Linked DNA regions of Mus musculus: region 2 is linked to region 1. A link is a contact called in public promoter capture Hi-C data. All regions are on one chromosome and are shown on one strand. Each heading gives the region's core, a stretch centred on a gene start, on an enhancer-like site or on the middle of the called end of the contact. The rest is flanking DNA. Distances are from core to core; before and after follow the strand shown. Region 1 holds the start of 0610040B10Rik (RIKEN cDNA 0610040B10 gene). Region 2 overlaps Daglb (diacylglycerol lipase, beta).

Region 1 (4,174 bases), core at 1,293-3,792:
GCCTCAATAGAGATCCACCTGACTCTGCATCACAAGTACCAGGATTAAAGGTGTGTGTAACCATGCCCAGACTTACTTTTTTTTTTTTTTAAAAGATTCACTTATCCATTACATGTAAGTACACTGTAGCTGTCTTCAGACACTCCAGAAGAGGGAGTCAGATCTTGTTACAGATGGTTGTGAGCCACCATGTGGTTGCTGGGATTTGAACTCTGGACCTTTGGAAGAGCAGTCGGGTGCTCTTACCCACTGAGCCATCTCACCAGCCCCCAGACTTACTTTTAGTTTCTGAGAATTTGTGTGTGTGTGTGTTGATATATACCCTAAGGTGTATGTGGCAGTCAGAAGACAACCTCTGGTGTTAGTCCTCACCCTCCACCTTGTTTGAGACAGGGTTTCTTGCTTGCTCTCCATGGTGTCCACCAGGCTAGCTGGCCTGTGTGTTTCTGAGGACTCTCCCAGTTCACAGTGGGAAAACTGGGATTACATAGGCACATACTGCTACATCAGGCTTCGACATATGTTCTGGAGATTTGAACTCTGGTCTTCACACTTGCAAGACAAGTACTTCGCTAAGCTAGCTCTCCATACAAAGTATTGGTCAAGACAACCTCAAGTCTAGTGGGTTCCTTCCCACCCCACCCCCATCAATATTGAGAATTGAACCTAGGACTTCATGTCACGTATGCTGGGCAAGCAATCTATAAGATAGCCACCACCCCAGCCCCTTACCACAGCTTGTATGATGTGCTCCCTCTCTGAACCTATCCTCTCTGAACCTATAGCTCACAAGCTCAGCTAGACTGACTGGCCAGCAAGCCCAACAGAGCCTACTGTCCCCCTCCCCCATGCTGGACTGTAGATCTGCACTGCCAAACCAGAAGCATAGATAGACCTTTACATTAGGATTTGTAACAGAAGCAAAATCACACGTGTGAAGTAGCAAGGAAAGTAACTTTATGGCCGAGGGTCCCCACAACATGAAGAACTGTATTAAGAGGTCACAGCATTAGGAAGACTGAGAGCCTCTGGGATCTGTAGCTCGGACCTGGAGCTCAACGTTTTGTGGCGAGGCTGACATGCATTAAAGCACACTCACGTTGGTGCTGGGGATCCAAGCTCAGGACTTTGTGCTTGCACAGCAAGCACCCTCACTCACCGAGCGAGCTCCCAGCCCACCAACCCCTTGTTTTTTGAGACAGGATCTGACTATGCAGGCCAGGCTAGTTTGGAACTCAGAATTCTCCTGTCTCAGCTTTCAAAGGGTTGGGATTCCAGAAGTGCACCACCACACCCAGCAATACACCCTTTTACATCTTTAAATATTCACATGGATACTGATAAAGTCCTGCAAAAGAACCTGCGCCGACCTCATCAGAATGAGCAACTCCTAGAGGTAGTCAGGGTCCCACACCCAAACTTGGGCATATTTAACAGGTCAGTGGTCATGATGTCACCCATCACCCTCCAGACCAGAATGATGAAATATAAAAAGCCCGTGTTAAGAAACTGGGAACACTGACATTGGCTTTACGAGGCAGGATTCTGGACCAAAATTCCAACGCAGAGAATCAAAACAGAAACTATTAACAAAAAGGAAACAAACAAAAAAATGCCATTCTCACAAGGTAACAGGGCTCCGGTCTACATATTTCTCTAGGTCGGACACTTCCAGCGGCACCTTTTGCGTTCATTTCCCTTTGCCACATCCAAGGAGAATTCAGATAGCAGCTCCGCTTGGGCAGCGCCGTGAATTTGGCACGCGCAAAACTGGCGACATGGTTGTTCCAGGAGGCTGGAACCGGCTGCGGAGACAATCAAACGCAACACTTACATACTGCTGAATAAGTCTCCATGGCAGAGTGCACTGTGAAAGGCATTCAGAAGTAGAGGATGCTGTACCGCTGCTGACCTGGGAAGAAAACTTCAAAGTCCACTAGTTTGGGGGTCTATCATCCCTCTAGCTGTCACTGTCACTGTCACTACGCCTATCACTGAGGCGCCCACACCGGGGTCCAGACGCATGGTGAGGTTGTCCACATGGGGTAGGGCCCCAGTCGTTTCCCTTTGCTGGACACTTTCCGGGTACATTATTCAAGGCCCTTGCATGCTTGAGGTCACAGAATCTGCAGCTGCGGGGAACCAGGGAAGGGCAGTGGTGAATGGAGCCCATCCCACAACCAGATCCCGGACGCATCAGGCTCAGAGGAGACAAGGGAGGCTCGGAAGCAGGCTGGGAGACGGCAACTACGTCCGGAGCCCGGACAACGACTGGAAGAGGAGGGGACACAGCGAGCGGGATGCAGGGGGCTCGGAGAGGACTGTGCTCTCACTCAAACACGGGGTCCCGACGGCCGCCGCCCAGCCGGGGTGTCACAGAGCCTTCCGGAGCCGCCTTACCCCAAACCGGGCCAACCGTCCGCCGCTGCCGGCGGACCCCAGCGGAGCGCTCCCCAAGACTTCCGGCGCGTCCATGGCGTCATCAGTGCCCGCGACGGAGGCGACTTCCGACGGAAAAAGTAGCGGGAGGCCGGAAATTATTGTCTTTGGCCTCTGGTTCTGCGAGCCGATTGTGTTTTCGTACCGTCGTAGGTTTTCTTTCTCTTTTCTTTTTCTCTTAACGTTTGTCTTTCTCCCTCCCTCGTCCTCTGCTCTCTCTTCCTTCGCACTTTTATTATTACTTGACAATTTACTGCCTATGTACGAGTCCTTCGTTCTCCCAACCCCGTCCCATTTTCGTGGCCTTGATTTGATTCTTGTGGGTGTGTTTGCTTGTTGTGATCCGCTGAGTGTAATTCTGATTTCTTGTATGTGCGTAGATTTAAAAAGCTATTTTCTTTTTCTTCTTTAAAAAAAAAAAAAGATTTGTTTTATTTATTTTATGTGAGTCCAATGTCGCTGTCTCCAGACACACCAGAAGAGGGCATCAAATCCCATTACAGATGGTTGTGAGCCACCATATGGTTGGGGGGATTTGAACTCAGGACCTCTGGAAGAGCAGTCAGTGCTCTTAACCGCTGAGCCATCTCTCCAGCCCTAGCTATTTTCTTTTTAAGAATTTCTTTCCAAAATATGATCTCAGCTAGGCATAGTGGCCCATGACTTTATTCACCGCCCTAAGGAAACAGAGGCAGGTCTCTCTGAGTCAGAGGTCAGCCTTGTTTACATGAGTTCCGGGACAGGCAGGGCTACATAGCTAGACCTTTTCTAAAACAAAACAAAACAAATGAGCAAACAAAATTAAAGTCCCACCAAATTATACCAGGCTGGCCTTGGGCTTTTGAACCTCCTGTCTCAGCCTAACTTTGGTTGGGATGGCAGGCACACCTAACACAGGAACTGGAATTTTCGAGCACTTTTGACAGAATATGAAGGCTGTCTTGGGTCGGTGCAGGAGAACTGCTGGACTGTGCCGAGCCTTTGCATGTCCTGGCGGGAACTCAGCAGTAACCCTTGACCACCCAGCAGGTACCTAGACAGGGACACCTGTGTCTTCCTGGCAGACACACCACTGGGCCCTGTCCCAACAGTCCCAGCATGTTCCACTGCAGGGGTCACAGTATGTCCCCCTGTGAGTCAGGTTCTGCTGACCGCATGCCCCTACTCCTGCCATCTCTGTGCACAGCTTTAACGTCCTCCCTGTGGGGAGCAGTGACTAGTGTTTTATCCCTGAGGATAAAAAGGCTGTTTTGATAATGGGCAGGCTTGGCTTGAGAGGAGCTGCTGCTAAACATAGCACTGAGAAGGTTCCTGGAGGGGATGGGGGTGCTGCTTTGTCTGAGTGCCCCCCAGGTCCTCCGAGAACTATTCTTGACGCCTCTGAAAAACAGGTTCCCTTTGAGGAAAAAAATGTCTGATCTCTAAGCATTAGCCTCAAAGCTCCCCTCTCCTGTTTGCTTTGCTTCCTACCCCAGCTTCTCATTTCTTTTTCCTTTTAGAAAAAAAAAAAAAAGAAAAGAAAGAAAACAACTACCTTTCTGAATGTATTGTATCCAAGGCCTTTGCAATGTTGGGAGCAGAGTGAGCAGGTGTGGGGAGTCCTGAAAGACTGGTTACATTACGGAGGTCATCTGGCATCCAGAGAAAGCTACTGCTTCATCAAGCAGTTCTCCACCCTGCTGTAATTAAATACCTTGAATTTTCTTTCTTTCCCCCATGTAAATGAAGGACTTCG
Region 2 (4,666 bases), core at 30-2,529, 170 kb after region 1:
TGGGATCACAGGCCTGTGTCAGCGCCCTGGGCCAGCCTGACCTATGGCTAGCCTCTTGCCTCTGCCTGCTTAGAAACTGCCAGGGCACCTTGGGAGGTTGTGCCATCTGGGTCTGCTGGGTCCCAGGGATCATCTGAGGGTTTAGCTGTACATTCTCTCTCTCTCTCTCTTTTTTTTTTTTTTTTTTTTTTTTTTTTGTGGTTTTTCGAGACAGGGTTTCCCTGTGTAGTCCTGGCTGTCCTGGAACTCACTTTGTAGACCAGGCTGGCCTCGAACTCAGAAATCCGCCTGCCTCTGCCTCCCAAGTGCTGGGATTAAAGGCGTGCGCCACCACGCCCCGGCACGTTCTCTTCTTGAATGTGTCCTGGGGCTTTGACTTTGCCCCGGCAGCTGTTCTATTGTCCCTCTGAAGCAGCAGAACCTAGACTGACTTGTCTCTTGTTTGAATTCCAGCAAATCCCTTTACGAGTACTCCAAGGACTTTGTCGTGTCGCTTATCCTAGGGATGGATGTGATCCCCAGGTCAGTGTGCGTTGAGGTTGGCCCAGAGGTCCAAGCTCTTGTCAACCCCCGAGTGCTGAGCTCAGTCTGCTCTCTCTACCAAACAGGTTAAGTGTGACCAACATGGAGGACCTCAAGAGGAGGATCCTGAGAGTGATCGCTAACTGCAATAAGCCGAAGGTAACAACGGCTCAGCCAGGAGGAGGCATGCAGGAGGGGTCCCACACAGCGGGGCAGGCCGGTGCAGTGGCTCGCAGCTGCAGCCTCTTGGCCAGCACACTTCCTGCTCTGTCTCCTTCTGCCCTGTGAACAGACCTCTGTGGGATTCTGCTGTCTGAGATGCAGAGTGACAGCTGGGAAATGCTACTGTCCAGGCTGCTGTGACCATCCTCCCAGGCTTTCAGTGACAGTGTTCCCAGCCTTAGACAAAGGCTGACGCGTACAGACTATGAGAAGTTCTAGGGCCAGCTTGCTTGCCAGACTGTCTGACCAGCATTCACTCCTCATGGTTTGGGGAGGACCTCCCTCCAGTCTTCATCTCCACACACATACAATTAACTTTAAAAAAGAAAAAAGTAATTACAAGTGTTAATGGCAGAGGCTTGGGAGTGTACTCAGTGGTAGAGCACTTCCTTAAGCATTCAAGAGGCTCTAGGTTCAAACCCACACCCACAGGAAGAGAAGACAGGACTTTAGCCAATAGAGGCTGATAGCCATGAGGGGGGCAACAGTTAGCGTTGGCCTATAATCCCAGCACCTGGGAGACTGAGGTAGGACTGCCAAAAATGTGAGGCCGGGCCAGGCAGAGCAAAAGGAAGCTAAGGAGGGGGCAGGGCTGGGGCTCAGTGGTAGACCAGTTGCCTAGCATGTGTGAGTCCCTAGTTCTATTGCCATTGGGTAGTTTTAGAAAGGGAAGGAGGGAGGGAAGCCTAGTGGGTAAGCCATGTGGCACCAAGCCCAGTGTGAGGACAGCCCTTGGAACCCAAGGGGGTGGAGGAGACAGCCAGGTCCCACAGTTTGTCCTCTGACCCTCTACCCTCACCATACACATGTGCCATGCCAACCACAGAAACACATAAAATAAATGTGATCAATATTCATAAAGACTAGATCTGTGTCCGTGGGAGTTTTGACAGTATTCAAACCACTGCCAAAGTGTGTATCACGGGCTGTAGGTGCTTTTATTTTCTTGCCCTTTAAAAAAATGCTGTTGCTAACCAGAAATTTTAATATTCGCTTCTTACCAGACATCTAAGGTTTTTGTTTTTGTGAGACAGGGTTTCTCTGTGTAGCGCTAGGCTGTCCCGAATCTCCCCCTGCCTCCTGAGTACTGGGATTAAAGGCCACCACTGGCTTTTTTGTTTTTGCTTGAGATAGGGTCTCAGGTAACCTGGGCTGGCCTTGAACTGTGTAGCCGTTGACCATGAACTTCTGCCTTTACCTCCCAAGTGCAGAATTACAGGTGTGCACTACCGTACCTGGTTGTATATGGTGCTGAGGATGGAATTCAAGGCTTTCTCGATAATAGTTTTTTAGAAAGTAGCACCCATCTCCTGGGTTAGCTCAGTGATACAGTCTTAGTACGTATACGTTTTAGCTTTGGGATCAATCTCTAGCACACACACACACACACATGTAAATACACATATATGTATATACACACACATATACACACACATACATATATATATATATATACACACACACACACACGTGTGTGTGTCACGATTTGGGTTTTGGCTATTGCTCCAAGTACGGTGGCTCTATGGTTGTGGTAAAACAGGGCTGCCTGAAGGCTGCCACCCAGCACCAGACCAACCTAGCCCTTGGATCTCGCCTTTTAGTACAAGATCTTGCTGCATGGCTGTTGGTACGGACTGTTCGGAGGAAGCCCTGATAACTTTCCAACTGAACTGGATGAGGGCACCCAGGGGGCCCTGACTCAGCCTCTTCTTGGAGAGCAGACACTTCTAACCCGATACTCCCCGGGCTACTGTTCCAGCGACTCCCCACTGGACTCCCCCACCAAGTACCCCACTCTGTACCCACCTGGCAGGATCATCCACCTGGAAGAGGAGGGTGGTTCAGGGAGGTGAGTATGGTGACCCTCGAGTCACGCCCACCCACTGAGGGCGACTCAGATCTGCCCCATGTGGAGCCTCACTAATGGATATTCTCTTCTGTTCGAGGTTTGGCTGCTGTTCTGCTGCCCAGTACAGAGCGAGGTGGGCACACGAAGCAGAATTCAGTAAGATCCTGATAGGCCCAAAGATGCTGATTGACCACATGCCTGACGTCATGATTCGGGCCCTGGACAGAGTGCTTGCCGACAGGACAGCCTGCGTCTCCTGCCCAGGGCAAGGCGGCTCAAGTGTACCGTAGTCAGCTCTACTGGACCCTGACCGGTACAACGGACTGGCAGTTTCAGGAGGTTTTTTTGTTGTTGCTTTTGTTTTTTTCTTAAGACTGATTGACTGTGCGTGGCTTCTGTGAGGCTGGTATGGTGGTATCTGTCTATCAACAGTTACCTGAGGGGTCCCTGCAGAAATGGACACCAAAATGACCATACAATTTATACAACCTTTTCTTTCTTTCTTTCTTTTTTTTTTTTTTTTTGCTTGTTTTGATTTTTCAAGACCGGGTTCCTCTGTGTGGCGCTGGCTGTCCTGGACTCACCCTGTAGACCAGGCTGGCCTCAAAACTCAGATTTGCCTGCCTCTGCCTCTGAGTGTTGGGACTAACGGCATGGGCCACCACTGCCTGGCCTATGGAACCACTTTTAACCATAGTATTAACAGGATCCGGAGTTGGGAACACGCATAGGTGTTGGGACTTGTAGGCCAGCCCATGGCATAAGCCACCTAAGAAGTCTACATCTGAAGACCCTTAGTGGGTCTGCAAGGCCCCTGCTCCTGATGGGCTCCCATCCTGCTGTTTACACGAGTCTGAACTTTAAGACAACAGATGAGCACTTTATACTTGCCTGCGTCTTTCCGGGGTCACTAGGACAGCCTGAGTGTCCTCTGAGCTGGCACTGCAGCCCCTCCCTCATGGATACATGAGCTAGCTGATCACTAACTCTTATGTATGCTTAATTCTCACATTATCAGACCTCTGAGCCAGGTGGTAGGCTCAGGGGAATTTAAATAAATAAATAAAGTAGTTGGTATACCATCAAAAGCCTGCAAGGAAGGTGTGGGATTCCTGAGAGCCAGGAACTTGCTGAGTTCCAGTGTGCCATTTCCCCGTGTCAGTCAGGACACTGGGATTACAAGCATGGACTACTGTACCCAGGGGTGATGAGGTTTCACCTTTCCATTCTAAATCAAGTTGCCTTGTCTCTCTGGTTACTAAGAACTACATACATTACGGAATCCAACAAGCACAGAACACAATTAAAAATAAAAAAAAAATCCAGAAAACAACAAAAAAGTATGGTGGTGGCTTGGGCCTGTTATCTTCACCACTTAGATGTGGGCAGGAGGACCAGACACTGGAGGTCACAACTTTAAAGGATCCAAGCCATCTTTTGCTACACGAGATGTTGTCTCCAAACAAATCTCCAAAGGGGGGCAAGTAAGCCTGAAGGGAAACCCTGTAGGATACTAAGTATACCTGTAGGGGGCGCATTGTTATCCCAGCATTCAGAGCAGGGGCAGACCATTCTCTGCCAGCTCATGCACAGCCTGTTCCAAAGTGAGTTCTAGGCCAGCCAGAATAACCACACAAATGATGGCGGTCAGAAATCTGAGGGGAAATCCAGGACCCTGGATTTAAGGTGAAAGCCCTCAGAGACACAACTGTCATCTCATGTATGCCCTGGAGCTATGATGGGTATAAAGACTTGATGGTCAGGTCAACAAGGCAGCCAGGATGGCTTGGCTAGTGTCGCACGTGTGAGGACTTGGGTTCGAATCTGCTGGAGAGCGGTTAAGAGGCTCCCTCAGTGGACCAAGAGCCACGGCTGACCGTCGTGGTGAAGGTGCACGTCAGGATTTAGACTGGGAAATGGTACAAATTTTAATCCCAGCACGAGGGAGTTTGAGGCCAGCCTGATCTATATCCCACAGAGAAATGTGCGTGCACACACATGTAATTTTTATTTAAAGATTCAAAGTTTAAGAATCACCAATGAGGGCTAATCCTAATGGCCGTCTAACTGGTT

Evidence for each region. Promoter capture Hi-C pulls out the DNA fragments that hold promoters and counts their contacts.
Region 2: a promoter capture Hi-C map of neural stem cells shows a contact between it and region 1. The contact joins the enhancer-like site here to the promoter of 0610040B10Rik in region 1. A contact is called at or near these places in 2 of 39 promoter capture datasets (the C10 cell line and neural stem cells), 1 of 15 datasets of contacts at CTCF or cohesin (hippocampal excitatory neurons), 12 of 484 Hi-C or Micro-C datasets (the G1E-ER4 cell line, cerebral cortex, cortical neurons and 6 more), 5 of 115 datasets of contacts at active chromatin or transcription factors (the SCID.adh cell line, effector CD8 T cells, embryonic stem cells and 2 more) and 2 of 9 other capture datasets (liver and pancreatic islet).

The regions. Positions count from the first base shown.
Region 1 is chr5:143,326,766-143,330,939 of GRCm38.p6, forward strand. 0610040B10Rik (RIKEN cDNA 0610040B10 gene) reads left to right here and starts at 2,543. Exons shown (of 2, transcript NR_027874.1): 1 at 2,543-2,588. Zdhhc4 (zinc finger, DHHC domain containing 4) reads right to left here and starts at 2,473. Exons shown (of 8, transcript NM_028379.5): 1 at 2,401-2,473; 2 at 1,626-1,805.
Region 2 is chr5:143,500,517-143,505,182 of GRCm38.p6, forward strand. Daglb (diacylglycerol lipase, beta) reads left to right here. Exons shown (of 15, transcript NM_144915.3): 12 at 454-522; 13 at 609-681; 14 at 2,346-2,593; 15 at 2,691-3,926. The coding sequence ends at 2,883. Among named protein-coding and RNA genes, the nearest start is that of Rac1, 25 kb to the right of the region's middle. Within about 2 kb of position 1,280, at least 26 of the 459 cell types and tissues checked have an H3K27ac peak or open chromatin away from gene starts, as enhancers often do. A contact at or near this core is called in cerebral cortex and neural stem cells, where this site is marked.